Regions from separate parts of the Sus scrofa genome. Here region 2 is linked to region 1. The links are chromatin contacts, called in public Hi-C maps. All regions are on one chromosome and are shown on one strand. The core of a region is the stretch at or near the end of the contact, and the rest is flanking DNA. Distances in the headings are between cores, read along the strand shown. Region 1 has its middle 6.8 kb from the start of TRNAV-AAC. Region 2 overlaps LOC106505741 (a long non-coding RNA gene).

What was found. A called contact is a pair of places that touch in the nucleus more often than the background predicts.
Region 2: a Hi-C map of embryonic fibroblasts shows a contact between it and region 1, with 4 times the contacts expected there. The contact joins two enhancer-like sites. A contact is called at or near these places in 2 of 5 promoter capture datasets (fetal liver and fetal skeletal muscle) and 2 of 47 Hi-C or Micro-C datasets (embryonic fibroblasts and retroperitoneal adipose tissue).

The regions. Positions count from the first base shown.
Region 1 is chr13:108,424,067-108,429,100 of Sscrofa11.1, forward strand. No RefSeq gene overlaps it. Among named protein-coding and RNA genes, the nearest start is that of TRNAV-AAC, 6.8 kb to the right of the region's middle. Within about 2 kb of position 2,160, at least 80 of the 83 cell types and tissues checked have an H3K27ac peak or open chromatin away from gene starts, as enhancers often do. A contact at or near this core is called in embryonic fibroblasts, where this site is marked.
Region 2 is chr13:109,473,652-109,478,685 of Sscrofa11.1, forward strand. The region is part of intron 1 of LOC106505741 (a long non-coding RNA gene); the gene reads right to left. Among named protein-coding and RNA genes, the nearest start is that of RPL22L1, 23 kb to the right of the region's middle. Within about 2 kb of position 2,345, at least 4 of the 83 cell types and tissues checked have an H3K27ac peak or open chromatin away from gene starts, as enhancers often do. A contact at or near this core is called in embryonic fibroblasts, where this site is marked.

The DNA.
Region 1 (5,034 bases), core at 910-3,409:
GGTCTAACCTGCAACCTCATGGTTCCTAGTCATATTCGCTAACCACTGTGGCACAACGGGAACTCCTCAACAATATATATTAAATAAGGTATCTTTAAACAGAAACACACATAAAATAAGATTATACATTGATCAGTTGACAACAATGTTGTGACTAGAGGCTCTCAGGAATGCAATCCTGTATTTCCCCCAGAAGAAATTGTTCTGTATTCACTAAGTCAGTGTTTATGGTGACTTTATAGAACATACTATCACAAATAACAAGAATCAACCGCACTTGAAAAATAGTGAAACACACAACAGACTTTCCAGTACAAACTTATTTCAAAGATGGTTGTAGAGGGAGAGGAGTAGTGGATGAAAATCAAGCTCAAAGGCAAATAAGCATTAAGGATCTTATTTTACTTTAAACCAGAAAATTATGTGGAGTTAACGCTAAATCTCTTTCCCAAGCAAGCCAACACAGCATTAAGGTGCCACATGGTAAACAGAACTTAAAAGTTCAGAGGCCTAGTTGCTGGCCCCAATTCTGAAAAAAAAAAAAAAAAAAAAAAAAAAAAGAAAAAAAAATTAGCATAGGCAAGGCAGTTTCTTCATCTGCTAGAGGGACTTAAATCTTGAAGCAATAAGATGTCATATTTGCCATAACTACATATTATCCACAAAAAGTTGTAATGTAAATTCTCTCACTGGATGACCTCTATGACCCCTTGCTCCAAAATTATATAATTTAAGGAAGCGAATCATTCTACCAAAACAAAAAAATATATAAAGTGTTCATAATATTGAGAAGAGTTTTCCTTTGGAATGTTTACTTTTGTCAAGGAGAGAATTTCAAGTATAAGAATTAGAAAACATCTGCGGTATTTTTAAAAACTGCATTCATTAGGCCACTATTTTCTTTCTAAAAATGAGAAAAAGAGCATCCTCTGTTGGTAGCCATCCTTGCCTCAGCTTCACCACAAATTTTGTAAATGTGGAGAAGCAAAAGTACCACTAGATGGAGCACAAACAAAACACATCTATTTATTGGCAGTTCGAGGAATCCCTGGCAGTGTTCAAAAGAGCTCTTAAAAGACCACTTGCCCAGTAAATGGAAGCTTAGTGAAGCTAGCTGAGTAACCTCAAGAATCTAGAATATTCTCTGGCAAAATCAAATCTAGAACCTCATTCAATAACTTACCCTGTGTTCTTTCCAAAACTATGCTGATGGGAAAATTCTTTTTCCTTCTTAGCATAACCTGCAATGGTGCATTCCAGTTTTTTCATATTTTTTAACTGAAGGTTAATTGTGTTAGACGACATTGAGGGACCTACTTCAGGTAATAGGCTGAGATGCTGTAGATCTACAGTCATAAATTTACTGGCAAGGTCCTCCTGATTTAACTGTTCCACTGACGGTCAAGAGCCCAGGTAGGTATCACCCTGGTAATTTGCCTTTATAATTCAGGCTGCTGGCCACACTCTCTCCCAGCAACTGCCGTCAGAATAGCAGTCCTAAGGACGTGAAGGCACGACTTCAGATGAATCCTCATATAAACCTGGAAGTTAGTTCTGAGGACGTGTGCAGGATGGCCTGTTGGTTGTTTCCTTTAACCTAATAGGCCTTTAGCTGCCCCCCCACAACCGCTTTTGGCAAAGAAATCTGACCAAATTCTTTGGGGAGTGGAGGGTTGTAGATTTCTTCGAAACTTCTTTTCAAAGTCACCACTTGATATTTTGCATCCAAACACTGATGCAAAGATGAAAAGCAATGACCATTAAGGAACATAATTTCCATTGTTTTAAGAACATATGAGATCTTCTAGTTAACAAATACTTATTGGACGAATTTTGGAGTGCCTACACGTGTCCTTCTGGACCAATCGCCAAATTTGGAGGCCCAAAGGCCCACCACTGAAAGCGAGGTAAGACGGACGCTAACAAACGGCTTGCCTTCTTACAAGGAGAAACCAGAAGTGGGGGCACCGCTCCTCCCCCCCGCAGCCCCTCAGGTTGCAAGTGTCTGAGCCGAGTCCCAGGTGCACAGCCCACAGCTTAGGGAAGCGCACAGCGCGCGGGGACCAACTCCGTTCCTTTCCCTGCGGTCAGAGCCTCGCCTTGGCCCCCGAGGGACCCGCGGCTGACAGAGCCCAACTCTTCGCGGCGGCAATGGGCGCCTCCGGAGAAGCCCCGGGCCGACCGCGGCCTCAGGCGGGGCGCGGGGGCTGGGCGGGCGAACCACCGCAGGTTCCCGGGAGCAGTGAGCGAGCCAGAGGCTGACATTTTTTGTTTGTTTCAGACTGGATGGTGGATGGCGGTAGGCCGAGGCTTTTCCGCCCGCTGAAAGTCAGCGAGAAAAACAGCGCGCGTGAAGCAAAAGCGCAGCGCCTACGCCTCTTTCAGTTAGGGTTAGACTTAAAAAATGGCCGCCACCGCTCCTGGGCCCACCCTCCGCAACCCGCCGATCAGGCGGATGCGTCTCCCTATAAAAGGAGCGGCCGCCGACCGCGCCGATTGGCCGAGGCCCGCCCCGCGCGGCTCTCGCGAGAGCCAGGCTCGCTAAAAAAATTTTTTTTTTTTTTCCTAAAGTTCCGCTTCCGGCCATGAGGTTAATCGCTGCACTTCTATCATGTTCCTAAATAGAAGATTTGGGTATTTTCTTCCAACCAGCCAACTTGTAACTTGAAAACTAACTAGAGAGAGTACCCATAGTGGCACAGCGGAAACGAATCCCTCTAGGAAGCATGAGGTTGCGGTTTTGATCCCTGGCCTCGCTCCGTGGGTTAAGGATCTGGGCGTTGCCCGTGAGCTGTGGTATAGGTCGCAGAGGCTGCTCTGGCCTGCTGTGGCATAGGCTGGCAGCTGCAACTCCGATTGGACCCTTAGCCTGGGAACCTCCATATGCGGAGCGCGGCCCTTAAAAAAAAAAAAAAAAAAAAAAAAAAAAAAAAAAAAAAAGCAAAACTAGAGGGTTTCTGAGCGACCTTTGCCATACGACTCGAGAGAAATGGAGTTCATAGAGAAATTTGGAGTCCAGGGATACAGAACAGTGATTCTCAGTTCTGATCATCACATTTGTTAGAGAACATTACGAATATAAATTCCCAAGCAGCACCAACTCAAACAGAATCTTGGATCAATCAGCTGGTTCAGCTGCCTCAGCGTTCCTGCTTGGCTTCCTTCTCATTGGAATGCCTTCTCCAACTTCTTGAGCAGAGGGTGTGTTTTATTACGTATAACTACTTCATTCTTAATTTTTATAATCATTGAATTTGCTTTAATGTTGTGGTGACATTAAGAAAAGAACAATGCACCATAAATTGTAGCACGTTTTTATATTGGCCAGTACGATGCCGTTTTTCATATAACTGGCTGATCTTAAAAGCTGAACTCATTCAGTTGGGTGGATTCCGTGCATTTTTCGCTATTGGCCTCTCGATCTGAGAGAAAAGATGATGGGGGATTGTTTTGATACGATTTAGGGTAAGGAAAGTGTAGCTAAAGGGAATTTTAACAGTTTATATTCCCTTCCCCTAGATTACTTGAAAAGGATCATCTATGACACCGAGAAAGAGGCTAGAGTGTGTACAAAATATTCCAGACTAGTTCGGTTAACTGCCTAAGTTAAGGATTGTTTGCCCATCTAACCTAGCAAGCTACTTTGGAGATCACTTTAAATTTAATTCTCTTAACCTCTTGAAATCTCAATTTCTTAATTCGTAAAGTGGGAATACTACTTGTCTTACTCATTTCTCTGGGATATTGAAGTTTAAATTAGATAAATATATGGTTATCCCTGTTTTAGGGGAAAAAAAGGGAGTTTTAAGAATTCTAAAGTGAGGGGTTTGGGGTCATTCTCTAGTGCTTATGAATATAGTGAGTGCAGCATCAACTGTTCAACTGCTCCTAGATAATTATTTTCTTCACATTATCCAATCTAGTAGTCTTGCTTACAATCAGTAAAATGGGAAACACAGGCCAAAGAATGAAATGTACGTCTTCACAAATGCTTGATTCAGACTAAACTGAATTACTTGGGGCTGCTAGTACATGCCTATCATGTTTATACCTTAGAGCCTTTGCCCTGATGTTTTCTCTGCCCCCTACTGGGAGTGCACCATAGAAATCATCAGGGAAGGGGATAGAGATGAAAAAAGAAGAGCCCACAATCCTTGTCTTCTAAGGATATATCTAGCAAGGGAGAAAGCAAAAAAGATAAAGCTGCATAAATTAAGTGGTCAGTAGAAGTACAAGTAATATAATGTGCTGAGGACGCAAATAATCGACTTCGACTCTGGAGGAAGTCGCATGATCTATAAACTGATTCTATGGCAAAAAAAAAATGCCATAGACAGACATTATCTGATTTGAATTTCTCAATGATCCTGTGAGACAGATAGGGATTAGGATTAGCAACCCCACTTATCAGTAAGGAAATTGATCTTCACAGTGTTTAAACAGTTTGTTTAAATCATGCAGCTGGTAGGTGGCAGGGTCTGGACCTGAACTCACATTTGCTGCCCATAGGGAAGGGCGTTCTGCTAGATTTAAATTCCAGCTGTCCTTAAAGCTTAGCCTCAAAGCCAAATTTACCAGAAAGTCTTCCCTGAGCCCTCCAGGTATTTTCTCTCCTGTGAACCTTCATTTTATACTTCTCTCAGGACATTAAATCACTTTCTACCTGTATGAATGTCACCTCTTACACTAGACTGCAGGCCTCTGAAGGACACAGTGTGACTTCTGATTAAGCACTCACTGCATTTAGCCCAGTACTTTGCATGGAGCAAATACTAAATATTTTGAGTTATGTCAGTACTGCCATTATTCTGTCAACCACTCAGGTCATTTCAGACCCTTCTTTTCCTCTTCATAAGGAATAGGCACCAGAACTTGTCAGTTTTTCATAACTTCTTTTTAATTCCTATTGCTTATAATTTTGAGTTTAAGACCTGACTACCTCATCTAAACAAATAATTTAACTGATCCTTGAATCTCCAGAGCCTTTCCTAATCCAATTTATCCTACAAACTACCACTATATTCATTTTAATTC
Region 2 (5,034 bases), core at 1,095-3,594, 1.0 Mb after region 1:
GTTCAGGAGCAAAAAGACACTTCAATCTCTAATTGCATCTGCTGAAGGAAACGAGAGGCATTTTATCCGTAATCCACTGAAACTTTGTCTCCTCTCCTCTTTCACCTCCTGTAGTTATTCCAGAGCCTCTCACTTTCCAAAATTCCTACTCCCAGTTCTCCTTCATTCCTCTTCCCAGTGCCCAAAGTGGATTCTCACCCCCCCACTTTTCAAGGCCACACCTGCAGCAAATGGAAGTTCCAAGGCTAGGGATCTAACTGGAGCTGCAGATGCCAGCCTACACCACAGCCACAGCAACCAGATCCGAGCTGTGTCTGCAACCTATGCCACAGCTCTTGGCAACCCCGGATCCTTAACCCACCCAGGGATCGAACCCACATCCTCATGGATACTACTCAGGTTCATTAATGCTAAGCCACAGTGGGAACTCCCAAAGTGGATTTTTAATATATTTCCTTTTAACACTTTTTTGTATATATTGATTTAGCCTCTCAGGACTTCTTTCAGTTTGTTTGCCTTTCCAGCATTGAGCATTATAGAAAAAAGCCTGGGATTTGACCATCAAGCAAGAATCTTCCCCCACTGGGAAGATGGAAGGGAGGAGAAATCTGAGAATGTATACATTGATCATTCCTGTCCCTATTAAGCATTAATATTTTTCTTTGCTATAGTTCAGTAGACAAGCCCACCTTGGAAATTTAAGAACATGGTAGTGGCTGTCCAAAAAGCAACATCGGGACTGTCTATCTAACAGGGAGCGGGGTGGGGGTGGGGCTGGAGCTGATAGAGCAATAGCTCTCAAAGTGTGGTCCCTGGACCACAAGCACTGCCTGGGAACTTGTTAGAAATGCAGTCCCTCAGATGCCACTCCACACCTACTGAACCAAACACTCTGGGGTGGAACCCAACACTCTGGGTTCAGCAAGCCCTCCAGGTGATTATGAGGCAACTAAAGCAAACTGAACTGGATTTCTCAGACCAAGGAACCCACTGAACTTGACTCCAGTTCCAGCTCTCCCTCTTTTTATTTCCATGACACCCTTCCAAATCACATAATCTCCCCAAGCCTGGGAGGAGAACACACAGGACTTCCTGCTGCAGAGTCACTGGGCTCCTTCTCATGACTAAGTCTGGCCTCACCAGGATTATCCACCTTGGCTCCCACCCATGGGGCCTCAACATGCCTTCTTTCTTCCTCTCTCTTTGGGGAGCTGCCATCATCTTCCCTGTCCCTTGGGGCTGTCTTGCCCCCAAGTCTGGGTACCATTTCAATAATAATAATAATCCCCAACTCCTTGGTGATAGTGACATTGAAATGACAGCCCCAGAATCCACATGGTCAGCTTCTTCTTGGCCAATAATGGAATAAAATTTGCTTCCCCAGTACAGTTATGCTTCCTGAAAATCAGCACCCTTGAACTGGGATAATGCACTTTGACCAAATGCAGACCTGTCAGGTAAATGGCTCACCTGTACCTAGAAGATAACTCCAGCAAGGGTTAAAACAAGAAGGTGAAACTATGTTTCAACTTAAATATATCTCCCTTCCTCAGCTCATCCCTTCCTAACATCTCCTTTTCTCCAGCAAGCTCCTAATTATGATGGGTTAGAGCCCTAGAAATTGCTTTCATCAAGTCCTTTAAAATTTGCTCTAGGAGCTCTGTTGTTGGGAGTGTAGTCTTAACACTTTGTGCATTAGCACCCAACCAGAAAGACTGGTGAAACAGGATTGCTTCTGCCTGATTGCTGATTCTCCAGGCTCTGGTCTTTCCTGGAGAAGGTCGAAATTAACCTTGGACAAAGTGGGGGCACATCCTCAGATGCAGCAGTGAGCTAGAAGCCACGGAGGGGAGACAAGGGTGCAGTTCCATAGAGCTGAGAAATATACCCGGTACTGATGTGCACACTTGCTGGAAGGAAGAAAGGCAGGAAATATAAAGCTATCTCCTTGCATCTTTGCTCCCGATGCTTCTGTAGTGATCACCATAAGGCACACCAGCTGACAACCACAGCTTCCACTGCTACCGGGTACCATTTATTTAGCATCTACCAGGTACCAAATACTACTCTAAGGGCCTTGCAAACATCACATTAAACTGGACAGCAACTCAGCTAGGTGAGGATGTTTATTAATTATATGATTCAGATGAAGAAACTAAAACTGAGAAGGCTTTTAACCTTAGCTTTAGCAGTGGTTTCCTGACAGAATTCATTGGTAGACTTCACTCCTCACTCATGTTTCAATGGGCCAACTGCCAGCCATGCTCCCAGCTTCTCCTCCCATGCTAGGAATTTGCTTTCTTCATCAAGAAATGAACATGTGGCTTTTAACCAAACAAGTCTCTATGGCAGTATTAATCTTTTCTGAGTCACAATCTCTTTGACCATCCACCGAAGGCCATGAACCCTCTTAGGGATTCAAAAATGCTCATAAGCAAACACACCATCTTGCAATCACATCTAGGGCTTCGTGAATCCCAAGCAAAGAACTTCTATCCTATAGAGTTTAGAAAAACCAAGAAGGCCTTTTTGGTCTTCAAGGCAAACATGGCCTGCTAGTCTATGCACTAACCTGAAATGTTTTCTTTAGGCATTTTCCTGACCATTTTATTTTTCAAATGTTTATGGCACCAAGATGCCAAATTATTTAAGCATCAGTCATCAAAAGACTGTCTTTCTATTATTAGTAGACAATATCAGTTCAGGTTAGGAACCGTCCGGAGAATGCGTATTTCTTTTTCTCTTGGTCTCTGAAATAAGATACTTAGAGCAAAACAACATTACTGCTCCCCACTGTTTTTTGGTTTTTTTTTTTTTTTTGTCTTTTTGCTATTTCTTTGGGCCACTCCTGCGGCATATGGAGGTTCCCAGGCTAGGGGTCGAATTGGAGATGTAGCCACCGGCCTACGCCAGAGCCACAGCAACGCGGGTTCCAAGCCGCGTCTGCAACCTACACCACAGCTCACGGCAACGCCGGATCGTTAACCCACTGAGCAAGGGCAGGGATCGAACCTGCAACCTCATGGTTCCTAGTCGGATTCGTTAACCACTGCGCCATGACGGGAACTCCCCCACTGGTTTTTTGACATAAGAAGAGACTTGACCTGTCGACAAAAAACACAGAGGTGAGAAATACAGACTCTGGAGGTTTCTATAACCTTCAAATAGGGGGGTGGGAGGAGTGGGAGTGAGGAGGAAGGGAGAAAGGGAGGGAGGAAAGACAGAAATGAGGTATTTATGTTTAGAATAACTTGAAATTAATTCTTGCTGTGCATCTTGTAGATCCAAGTGTGCTCCCAGGCCAGCAGCATCAGCATCACTGGGAACATGTTAAAAAGGCCAGTTCTCAGACCCCACCTCAGGCCTATTGAATCAGAAACTAGTGAAAAACCCAGCAGTCTGTTGTTAACAAGCCCTCATGGTGATTCTGAAGTACATTAAATTCTGAGAAGCACAGCTGGGGACGGATCTTCTCTCCCAGAAGTAATCCTCTCAGCTGGTCCTAAATCAAATCACTGGCCCCCCTAACGAAAGGAGAGGGTGAAGAAGAGCACAGGGGTGAGGAAAACAGTGTGCAAGTCAGGACATGTTTACGATCTCGGGTCACCCTTCCGATAGCCCTAAGTATTTTTACTCTTGTCTCCATTTTAAAGATTTCTTAAAAAGAGAGAGATTCTACAAGATGATGTACCTATTCACGCTTACAGACTTACTAAGGAGGGGGCTCACTGTAGGAAATGTGAAAAGTATACAAGGTTATAAAGAAGAACAACATAGGGATTACCCACAACCCCTCTCAGAACAAACCACTTCTAGCATCTAATGTGATTCCGTAGTATATCCTCCCCTGTGTATAAGCCCTCTGGATTTAGAGTTCACGTTCTAGAGAGGGTTCCTTTCTCTGAGATCGGAAGACCCAAGAACTAATGCCTTAGCCCTCAGCCTTGTCTGATCGCCTAAAAAGCACATGTCCAGATCCTTCAGTCTTCCCTCCATCCCTAGGTTTGATAATACACAGAAGTAAGAGCTTAGTGCATTAAACAAGTGATGCTAAAAGCTGACCTAAAACAAAGTGGGAGAAAAGACCCTACTCTAAGATTGAGCAGAAACGGGCTTTGAGCCAGATGTGGAGCAAGCTATTTATACTGTTCACCAGACAAAGGATGGAGACTCATTCTGAGACGTGTGTGCCTTGTGCTGAGGCTGAGAACTGCTGATTCTGGCACACACTGTGAGTGCCTGTCCCAGCCAGGACACCATGGTCTCTGCACCACCAGCCAGGCCTTGTGCACTAGAGTTGGGGAGTGGAAGTCATCAACATTCTGGACGGTGCTTTGTGATGTTTGGATGGTTCTCTATTTAACCCCTGTGGAGATTGGTGTATGTCTGTTTCATGCCAGACTCGGAGAAAATAGTAAAGATAAAAGACAGGAGGCTTAGGCCTATAGATGTTGTTTTCATAAAGTGTTTGTTTTCCGTGCCGTTAAGACCACTTGTCCAAGTGACTCATTCTGAATTGTATTCAAGTACCACAAAAAAAAAAAAGCCAAAATGTTTTTAGACAATGTAGCTGTGGGAGCCCAAACATAATGAGTTCCTTCTTTTGAAAAAAGAAAAAGAAAAAAGAAAAGAAAAAGAAATATAGAAAAGCTTTTTTCCCTAAGCCTGCCATTGATTCTATGAAACCTGGAAGCAATTGCCATCCTCCTACCGCCATCCCCCAAGCCCTTAGTTTTCACCAAACCTAAAATGAAAATGAAGATAACCTGCAAAGATTTTATATGACAGAGATCTGTCATATTTAGCCTGTGGATAATTGAGATTTACAATTAAGAATTTTGTCAGAAGAAAGTCTTTAATCTCAGGGGTCCTTTATTATGTATGCTAATGGGACAATTAAGGATAAAGGTAGGAAGTAGGTAGGTTCTACAAAAGAAAGCACCATTATGTAAGTGGAGTAAAACAAGGCATTCATGTGTGAGAGAGAAGTTTTAATATATTTTACTTCTACTTTTTAATAGACAACGCATTCAT